Regions from separate parts of the Muntiacus reevesi genome. Here region 1 is linked to region 2. A link is a contact called in public Hi-C data. All regions are on one chromosome and are shown on one strand. Each heading gives the region's core, a stretch centred on a gene start, on an enhancer-like site or on the middle of the called end of the contact. The rest is flanking DNA. Distances are from core to core; before and after follow the strand shown. Region 1 holds the start of REX1BD (required for excision 1-B domain containing). Region 2 holds the start of UPF1 (UPF1 RNA helicase and ATPase).

Evidence for each region. A called contact is a pair of places that touch in the nucleus more often than the background predicts.
Region 1: a contact with region 2 is called in a Hi-C map of blood, with 2.7 times the contacts expected there. The contact joins the promoter of REX1BD here to the promoter of UPF1 in region 2. A contact is called at or near these places in 2 of 3 Hi-C or Micro-C datasets (blood and muscle).

What each region holds. Positions count from the first base shown.
Region 1 is chr1:183,508,537-183,513,228 of mMunRee1.1, forward strand. REX1BD (required for excision 1-B domain containing) reads right to left here and starts at 1,257. Exons shown (of 6, transcript XM_065931547.1): 1 at 1,136-1,257; 2 at 959-1,041; 3 at 681-709; 4 at 440-678. The coding sequence starts at 1,237. It overlaps UBA52 (ubiquitin A-52 residue ribosomal protein fusion product 1), which reads right to left. Exons shown (of 5, transcript XM_065917406.1): 2 at 4,290-4,400; 3 at 4,018-4,104; 4 at 3,312-3,414; 5 at 3,039-3,224. The coding sequence starts at 4,392. The coding sequence ends at 3,131.
Region 2 is chr1:183,274,321-183,278,605 of mMunRee1.1, forward strand. It overlaps UPF1 (UPF1 RNA helicase and ATPase), which reads right to left and starts at 1,979. Exons shown (of 24, transcript XM_065917388.1): 1 at 1,481-1,979. The coding sequence starts at 1,702.

The DNA of each region.
Region 1 (4,692 bases), core at 7-2,506, 230 kb after region 2:
TGAGAGTGTGGTGCGGGCGTGGCTTCACGTGGCCTTGTATGTATCTCGATCAGGATTGGCTGTGAAGGCAGGGTAGGCCGGGTCACAGGCCCACAATTTAGGCTGGGATCTGGGGTTACTAGGAAGGGGACTTGACCTGGAGTTTCACGGCGCCCAATCTGAGGGCGGAGTAACAGATCCGGGGCACTGGGACAAGCCAGAGCGGGGAGGAGCCCTGGAGAGGTGGGGTCTGGGACGGAGCGGACTTGTCCTGGATAAAAGTGGGGGCAGAAAGTAGGGGGCTAAGCCTGAGACTCTCAAGTGAAATCTTAATGGACGACTTAGCTGGGGCATGTAGAGGCGGGTGCTGGGGCGCCAGGGGCGGGGTTTGCAGGGACGGAATGTGGCCCTTCCCCCAAGGGGTGCACCGTGGGCCAAGACCCCGGGAATGGGGCCTCACCGTGGTCAGTCGCGTCTCCTCCAGCTGCTGCAGGCTGCGCACGTGGCTCGCGAGCAGCGGCTGCGCTCGGGGTCCGGCTAGCTCGGCCTCCACCGCCAGCACCTCTCTCGAGGCGGCGGCGAAGACCTGGGTCACCTCGTGTACGGTGCTCCGGTAGCGCGGGAAGTCGTAGGGCGGGCCGCTGCTCAGGTACTGGCGGTGGCCTCTGCGGCAGGTGGGGGTCCTGAGGCTACGGCCCCGGCTCTCAGGCCCTGCACCCCCATCGACCGCCTGAAAGCCGCCCAAGAAGTGTGCCTCGATCCCAGAGTGTGGAGGACGTTCCGATCCCCACAGGGTAACCCGAGACGAGCGCACCCCAGCCCATAGGGAAGGGAGCGATCTGGTCTCCCCGCAAACCCCGCTCCACCTCCGACACTGAGGCGCGCGGGGACCCAATTCTTCCCTCAAGGCTCGCCCATCCTCAGAGTGGGCTGAGGGCCGAACAATGGGACCCCTCCCCTCCCATACGCCCACACTCACTCCTCCAGCCGGCGGAAGGCCTGTGCGCGCTCAGCTTGCAGCTGGTGGATGCGCTGCACCAGCGCCCGGATCGGAGCATCTTTCTACGGAGCGGGGAGCATGGCTAGGGCATGAAGCTGGCGCCCCCGGGCCTGCACCGCCCGCCCCACTCATGTTCCCGCTCGGGCTCGAGCTCACCCAGGGCCACACCAGCTCCTCGCGCTCTGGGACTCCAGTGGCGGTCGTATCACCGGGCACCGCAGGGACAGTGGACTCTGATGCGGCCTCCGCTGTGATCATGACTGCGCAGCTCTGGCCCCGCCCGGGATCAGGTTGCTGCGATGCACCTGGCGCCCCCTGCAGGCCCGGAGGCCTCGGAACCTAGCCAACCTGGAGGAAACCCCGGGGAAGAATGGGAAGCAAAGACTGGAGGGCTTCTCAGGCCTGACACCCTCTAGCCACCCCACCCCGTGTTTATTCCTGTCCAGCGCTCGCCTTCTCAAAAGTTTTTGATCTTGAATATAAGGTTCTGTACACACCAGGTTTTGTTTCTATACAACTGTCAACACCCGACTTCACTTCCTCACATCCCATTCCCACACAACTAAAGAAAAAGCAATCTGGGAAGTGATATTCGTCATTTGACGCCACAAGGTTGTGGCAAGAGTGGGATCTGAGCGCAGGTTCTGACATTGGAAAGCTCAAGTCGCTAGAACCCAGCCCACAGCAGATTCTCTAGCAGGTCCTATGTGAACCGGTTGGAAAAAGAAACTGACTCAGTCCTGTCTCTGCAACCCCATGGGACTATACAGTCCATGGAATTCTCCAGGCAAGAACACTGGAGTGGGTAGCCTTCCAGTTCTCCATGGGATCTTCCCAACCCAGGTCTCCAGCATTGCAGGCGGATTCTTTACCAGCTGAGCCACAAGGGAAACCCAAGAATACTGGAGTGGGTGAAAGTGAAAGTGAAGTTGCTCAGTCGTGTCCTACTCCATAGACTGTAGCCTACCAGGATCCTCAGTTCATGGGATTTTCCAGGCAAGAATACTGGAGTGGGTTGCCATTTCCTTCTCTGGGGGATCTTCCTGACCCAGGGATCGAACCTGCGTCTCCAGTATTGTAGGCAGACTCTACCGTCTGAGCTAATACTGGAGTGGGTAGCCTACTCCTTTTCCAGGGGACCTTCCCTACCGAAGTATTGAACCAGCATCTCCTGCATTGCAGATGGATTCTTTTACCAACTGAGCTATCAGGGGAGCCCTGATTGGAAGTGAGCTGAAAAAGAGCCCCTGAGATGGGAGTCCAGGGCAGGGCAGGGCGAGGGTGGTGGTATAGTGTTTCATATTGAGAGGCCTGAGAGCTGGATACACACTACCTAATTTGAACTTCAGAACCTCCCTCCCCTAGGAGTGGACAAGTGGGTAGACCAGGAAAATGGGGGCCTGGCCTTAGGGAGGGAGGGGCAGCTAACAAAAAATGAAACTCGTCTACCTGAGACATGAAGCGACGGCCTCCAGGTCTCAGCTATTCTCAGGCATCACTGTCTGGGCCTGAGTTATCACCTACATCCAGCCCCAGTCATCCCAAGACAAATAAAAATATGGGCTTGCCAGGGTGCTGCCACCCTCACCTGACACACGTCTTGAGTGGGGCCCAGGGGCTCCAGTGGTCAGGCAGAACAGAGAAAAGGTGTCATTACACTAGGTGGGGTGCTCCATCCTATCCAGCCATCCACCCACACCCAAACACCTCCAGGGCCCAGACATGAGGGGCTGTTAAATGTGCCTGACCGGGTCCCACCAGTCACTTGGTTGAAGGTCTTTATTCTCATATTTCAGATGGTAAAACCCAAATGGGAGGGCTCACTAGGTTATGTGGCAGAAGGCCAGGTCTGAGACTTGCCTGTGCTGTGGTTATGACAACTTCAGATGTGAAGGACAGGGACCATGGCCCAATTTACAGATGAGACAAGTGGAACTCCAGACCTGGGACCCCACAAGGGCTATGAAGAGCTGAGTGACACGAAGTCCCGTAGATGTCCACACCTCAGTCACCTCCCCACTGGACAGACCAGCCACAGGGACACCAATTACTGCTCCAGTCAACGAAAGGGAAACTTTATTGAGGCCCCAGGACCGCGGGGCTTGGGCAGGAGGCCGCCCTGCGGGCCAAGGAGAAGCCGGTGGAGGAGCTTTACTTGACCTTCTTCTTGGGGCGCAGGTTGTTGGTGTGGCCGCACTTCTTCTTGCGGCAGTTGACAGCACGGGGGTGCAGGCGGGCGTAACACCTGTGGGCGCACAGCAGGGCCGGTGAGGGCACACCCCGCCCCGCCCCGCCGTGCCCGCCCCGCCCCGCCCCCGCCCAGGAGCCGTACTTGCGGCAGATCATCTTGTCGCAGTTGTATTTCTGAGCGAGCTGGCGGAGGGAAGGCTCAATGATGCCGCCTCGCAGACGAAGCACCAAGTGCAGGGTGGACTCTACAGGAAATGAAGGGCGGAGAGAGACACTGACCGAGCCATGCGTCACCACCTCAGTCCCACGGGTGAAGGGCAGCCTCCAGGGCCCTCCAGACCAGTTTATCAAGTATGATGGGGCTACATCAGAATCCCGTGGGTATGTGCAGATGGACATGCCACCGCACAGAACCTCCACCTTGTCATGTCCCACCAGTCCTCACGAAATTGGAAACTAATATAAATATACATCAACAGTGGTATCCATCTGCGTTTCCCCATAAGCAAGGCAACTCCTAAGAGATGCAAGGATAACCTTTTATTTTGCTAGGGAAAAAATGGTCATTTCCTTTACAATACTTATAACATTAATACACACACACACACCCAGGCCTTAAAGATAAAGTGACTAAGAACATGAGAAACCATGGCCATTTGGAAAACACTGATGGAGATGCTTTTCAGCAATGAAAACAGCACTTTAGAGAGCAACACTCCCTAGGGCCATTTGATCCCCACCTTAAGGACCACCCTCCTCTACAGCTCCCTCCTGGTGACAGACTGTCAGTATTCCATCCTGGGTCCTAGGCCTCGCTGAGGTCCTGTCTAACCACCCCACCCCCGTACCTTTCTGGATATTGTAGTCTGACAGAGTGCGGCCATCCTCCAGCTGTTTGCCCGCGAAGATCAGACGCTGCTGGTCAGGTGGGATGCCTAAGAAAAGAGGATCTCCATGATAGAGGATCTCTCACAAGCAAGCTGTCTTCCCAAGATGACACTGGGGAACATGGGCATGGCTGAGATCTGTTGAAGCCCAGCACCCATTCCACACAGGACAGCAGATACCCAGGGCTGAGGAGTTCCTACTGGGCCAAGCACTCAGACTGAGTCCAACTCACCCTCCTTGTCTTGGATTTTGGCTTTGACATTCTCAATGGTGTCACTGGGCTCGACCTCAAGGGTGATGGTCTTGCCCGTCAGGGTCTTCACAAAGATCTGCATCTCTGCGTCTGCTGGGGAGAGAGTTAGCATGGATGGGGGAGTAGTGATCGCTAAACGTCTAAGCAGCCCCAGCTCACAGGCTGACCAGGCAGGTTTAGTCCCTGACAGCCCCGTGCATGCCTCGACCTCAAATGCAAGCCCACCTCTGTGCCTGTTTCCTTCTGCCCCTCTAAGCCTACACCTTCAACTTTAGGGCACCACCCTGCCAAGCATATTTCCTCCAAGGTGGTCTGGAAGTCCCACCCTTCCTCTCCTCACCAGACCCTGCTCTTCCTGCAGCCTGGGTGAGAATCTCATCTT
Region 2 (4,285 bases), core at 729-3,228:
GCTACCCCCATGTTACAGCTGTGGAAACAGCATCTACAGAGTATGAAACTACTCTGATAACAGGTGTTAACATGAGCTTCCAGCGGCTCACTTATTTCCCAAGCAAACTCTCCCTGCCCCCATGATATGTCAACAAAAGGGAAAAAACACAGATATGTGCACACCTGTTCTCCCTGATGCCCCACCCATTAAGCTTCTATTTTTAAGGAATCTGGGGTTAGAATGAGTCAAATGTTTTCTGCTTCTATTAGGAGCTAAAAGAAAGTCCAAGTGGGTGGTCTACCCACAGGGAGTGACTCAATCAACTAGAATGCAAGCCCCTTCCTCCAGGAGACAGTTTCAGCTTACTCTGGCTGAGGCTGGGTTGGGTCCCCCCACTCTGGGAGTGGGTCCTCATGCCAAGGGACACCTGTGACAAGGTGAAGCCTATAGCTCCTCTGTGGCTGAGAATTCAGGAAAATAAATCTGAGGGAGGTGCCAGGCACAGGAACGGAATTTGAGACCCACAGGATGATGGCTACATTCCTTGGGGAGCCTAGCCCAAGACCACAGCCAGCGCCCTCTCCCATCCCGGGTCAGGGACCCAGATCCAGGAAGTGTATGCCGGATACACTCTCATAACACAAACCCAAATTTAAAATAACCAAGCAGCCTTTGCTAAATGTTGACATCATTAAGAACAAAAGTTCCTGACGTGGCAGAGCCACGTATATAAAACCCACTACCACTCACCAACTGGAGGAACAAACTCAAAACCAACTTTTCCAAGGCAGGGCTGCGGAGTTACGTAACAGGTCGGTTTCAGCAACAGGCAATTCAAGAAGAAAAAACAAAACGCAAACACTCTCCTGAATAATCTTAAAAGTCTGCGAGCTTGGGGCTCTCTGTTGAATGCACAAATTCCGTTTCTGCTGGAGAAGCCTCAGCCCTCCTCTCGCCAGCGTCCGTGGGCCCGATGCAATATAAACCCACTGGACACTGGGCAAGAATGAGGACAGGGGTGCCCAGACTGCGACCACAGGTAAGGGGGTGGGGCAGCGGTCGGATGTGACTGAAGGGGGAATCGGCGCAGATCAGAAGCTGGCTTGAGCGGGGCACTGACCCAGCTGAAGGAGAACTCGGGGACAAGTCACCCCCGTCCAGGCCAGAGACGTACCTAGGGCCGGTCACTTCGGACAGGCCCGGAAGGGGACTTGGGACCGATCAGCTAAGACTCAGTGTGGAACTAGATCCTGAGAGAGAGAGACCAGAGAAGGTCTTGAAGGAGGTTTACCCGGGGCGGCTGGAGAGCAGAAACTGGAGGCAGGTTACTTCGGACCTGGACTAAGCGGGACATACCCCGGACAAGTCACTCTGGAGCAGGAGGGACTGGAGCAGGAGCCGAGCAGATCAGCCCCGGCCGGGCCGGAGGGGAAACCCGAGCAGGTCCCCCGCCGCCGAGGCCCGGCCCCGTCTTCCGGCGCCGCCATGTGCCGCTCACCTGCGCGTCGAGCTGTCCGGCCGCTGCGCCCGGGCCGGCTCCAACCGGGGCCCCCGCGCCGCCACCTCCGGGGCCGCCGGGGGGCGTCTGCGTCTGACTGGGGAGGGTGAAGTCGGTAAACTCGAACTCGGAGCCCTGGGTGTCAGCGCCGAGCAGCTCGGCCTCCTCGGTGTCCAAGAAGGTGAGCGTCTGCGAGCTGGGCCCGTACGCCTCCACGCTCATTGTGCCGCCGCGTAGGGCCCTCTGGCCGGCTCCGCGCCGCACTCGAGCCCGCCGCCGCGCTGAGGCCTAGGCCGCAGGCCTCGGGTCGCCGCCGCCGCCGCCGCCGCGTCCGCGCCCCTGGACAGGCTCAAAACGCCCGCCGCGGAGCGAGCCGGGTTGAGAGTCACGCGCGCCGAGCCACTGAGCCCCTCAGCTCCGCCGCTTCCTTCGGGGCCGCCCGCCCTCGCAGCCCCCGTCAGGAACCGCCGCCACCGCCGCCGTCGCCGCCGCCGTGCGCGTGCGTGAGGCCGGCGCCGGCGCAGGTGCGCGTGCGCGAGTCCGACGACGGCGCAGGCGCGCGCGCTCCTCGAGGACGCCTTCAACCGCGCCCGCACTGCCGGAGCCCAGCGGGCAGGCGGGACGCGCAGCGCGCACGCGCGGGGGGCGGGGCTTCCAACCGCCGTCCCGGCGACCACACGAGTTCCTGGGGCCGCCTCCACCGCTCTCTGTGGCACTCGGGCAGCGGATGGTGCGGCCGTGGTCGTCTGTGTCCCTAGAAGCGGCGACAGTGCCATGGGTTAATTGAGCGCCAGCTGGATGCTTTCCCGAGGTGGAACACCCAGCTGGGGAGGCTTGGCGAGGAAAGAGTGGTTGCGTCCCCTTCACTCGGAGAAACTCCCGGGGCTAATTTCGCCAAATCTTTTAAGATGAGGGCGCGTGGCGCATAGTAGCTGCTCAGTCTGCACTGGTTGAATAAGTGAATGGGGACAGTCCTTACCACAGAGCCTAGCGCACAGAAAAAGTGGTTGCTGCTGCTCTGGACAATGGTATTATTCAGAGGCATGAAATAACAGCGATTGGGAGCACTGCTCTGGGTTGAAACCCAAACCTGGCCACCTACTGTCTGTGTGACTTTAATTATACAAGCGATTTTACCTCTCTGAGCCTAGCGTTTCCTCAGCTGGGAAAGGGGAATAATAGCCATTAAGACGGGATGAGGGGAACTTTCCTGTGGTCCAGTGGTTAAGAATCTGCCTGCCAATGCAGCAGACACTGTTTGATCCCTGGTCTGGGGTGAGCCCACATGCTGTGGGGCAACTACGCCCCTTGGACTACAACTACTGAAGCCCGAACCCCCTGCAGCCAGTGCTCTGAGAAAGAAAGCCACTGCGCTGAGGAGCACGTGTACCACAGCTAGAGAGTAGCCCTGCTAAATCGTTGAGGACCCAACAGTTCAGCCGAAAATAAATAAATAAAAAGGTGAGATGAGGAGTAAATGATCCCGGGCATTTACAAAGAGAAGTTTCCTGTGGACAGGGGCTGACTGTTCATCACATGGTCTTCTCTGTGGGGAGACTAACCGCCCACGCACGAAAGGTGCTCAGTAAAAGTTTAGTTACTAGTTTATGAGCCTTAATCTCCTAACTTCCTAGCCACAGCTTCCTTTTCTGTAAAGTGTCTTGGAGAACCCCCCACTTCCCAAGATTCTGGGACTAAGTACTTGAAGTCAGTTCACAGGGCTCCCGGTTTGCATGGCCGTTCCTAAAGTTCCAGATGCTGCATGGTTCCTCATTTTCCAATATTCCTGTCATGACATGATAAAAGATTCCTTTTTCTTTCTTCACATCTTTTCCGGCTTCCAGTGCATGAAAACGTGGGAATATAAAAAATGAATAATTAGGTCCCCCTCTACAGGAAGACACAGTTTAAGGGAGAATCCTAGCGAGCTAACAGATGCTTTTAATAAAATGCAAAGCCCTGTATGGAAAGTATCCAGTCGAATTGGTAGAATTGTTTAAGACCAATCTGGTAAAACTTAGCAGTTTCAGTGCATGCCTTGCCCTGCCCTTGACCTAGTAATTCCACTTCTAAGGATCTCCTTTTATTTCCTACATAGCCTCACATTTGCAAAATAACATTGTGGATGGTACACTAAAACATATCAATTTAACACAGAAGAAGTTAGTAATGGAAGAGTTGAAAAAAGATATGACATACAGAAAGCAGATAGCAAAATGGCAGAAATAAGTCCTTATCAGTAATTACACTAAATGAAATTGAATTAAACTCTCCAGTTAAAAGGCAGAGATTTTCAGAGGTTTTTTTTTTTTTTTTTTCCTTTTAATCATGGTACAGCTATGCGGTCTGCAAAAAAAATCACTTTTTTTTTTCTCTTTGCCACTTGGCATGTGGGATCTTAGTTCCCCAACCAGGGATCAAACCCATGCTCCCTGCATTGGTAGTGCAGAATCTTAACCACTGGACTGCCAGGGAAGTCCCCAAAGACTCACTTTAGAGTCAAAGGCAAAAAGGCCAAAAGTAACCAGATGGAAAAAGATACTCCAGGCAAATAGTAACTGAAAGAGAGCTATATTGGCTATACTAGTATCAGGTAAAACAGATTAAGACAAAAACCGTTACTTGAGACAAAGAATATTGTATAATGATAATGATAAAATTTCAATCTAGGAAGAAATAATTGTAATCATGAAAGTACCTAACAACAAAACCCAAAAATACATTAAGAAAAATGTGATAAATTGAAAGGAGAAGTAATTCAACAGTAACTATAGTTTACTCTCAAGGAAAGGAGTCAAAAGCTTA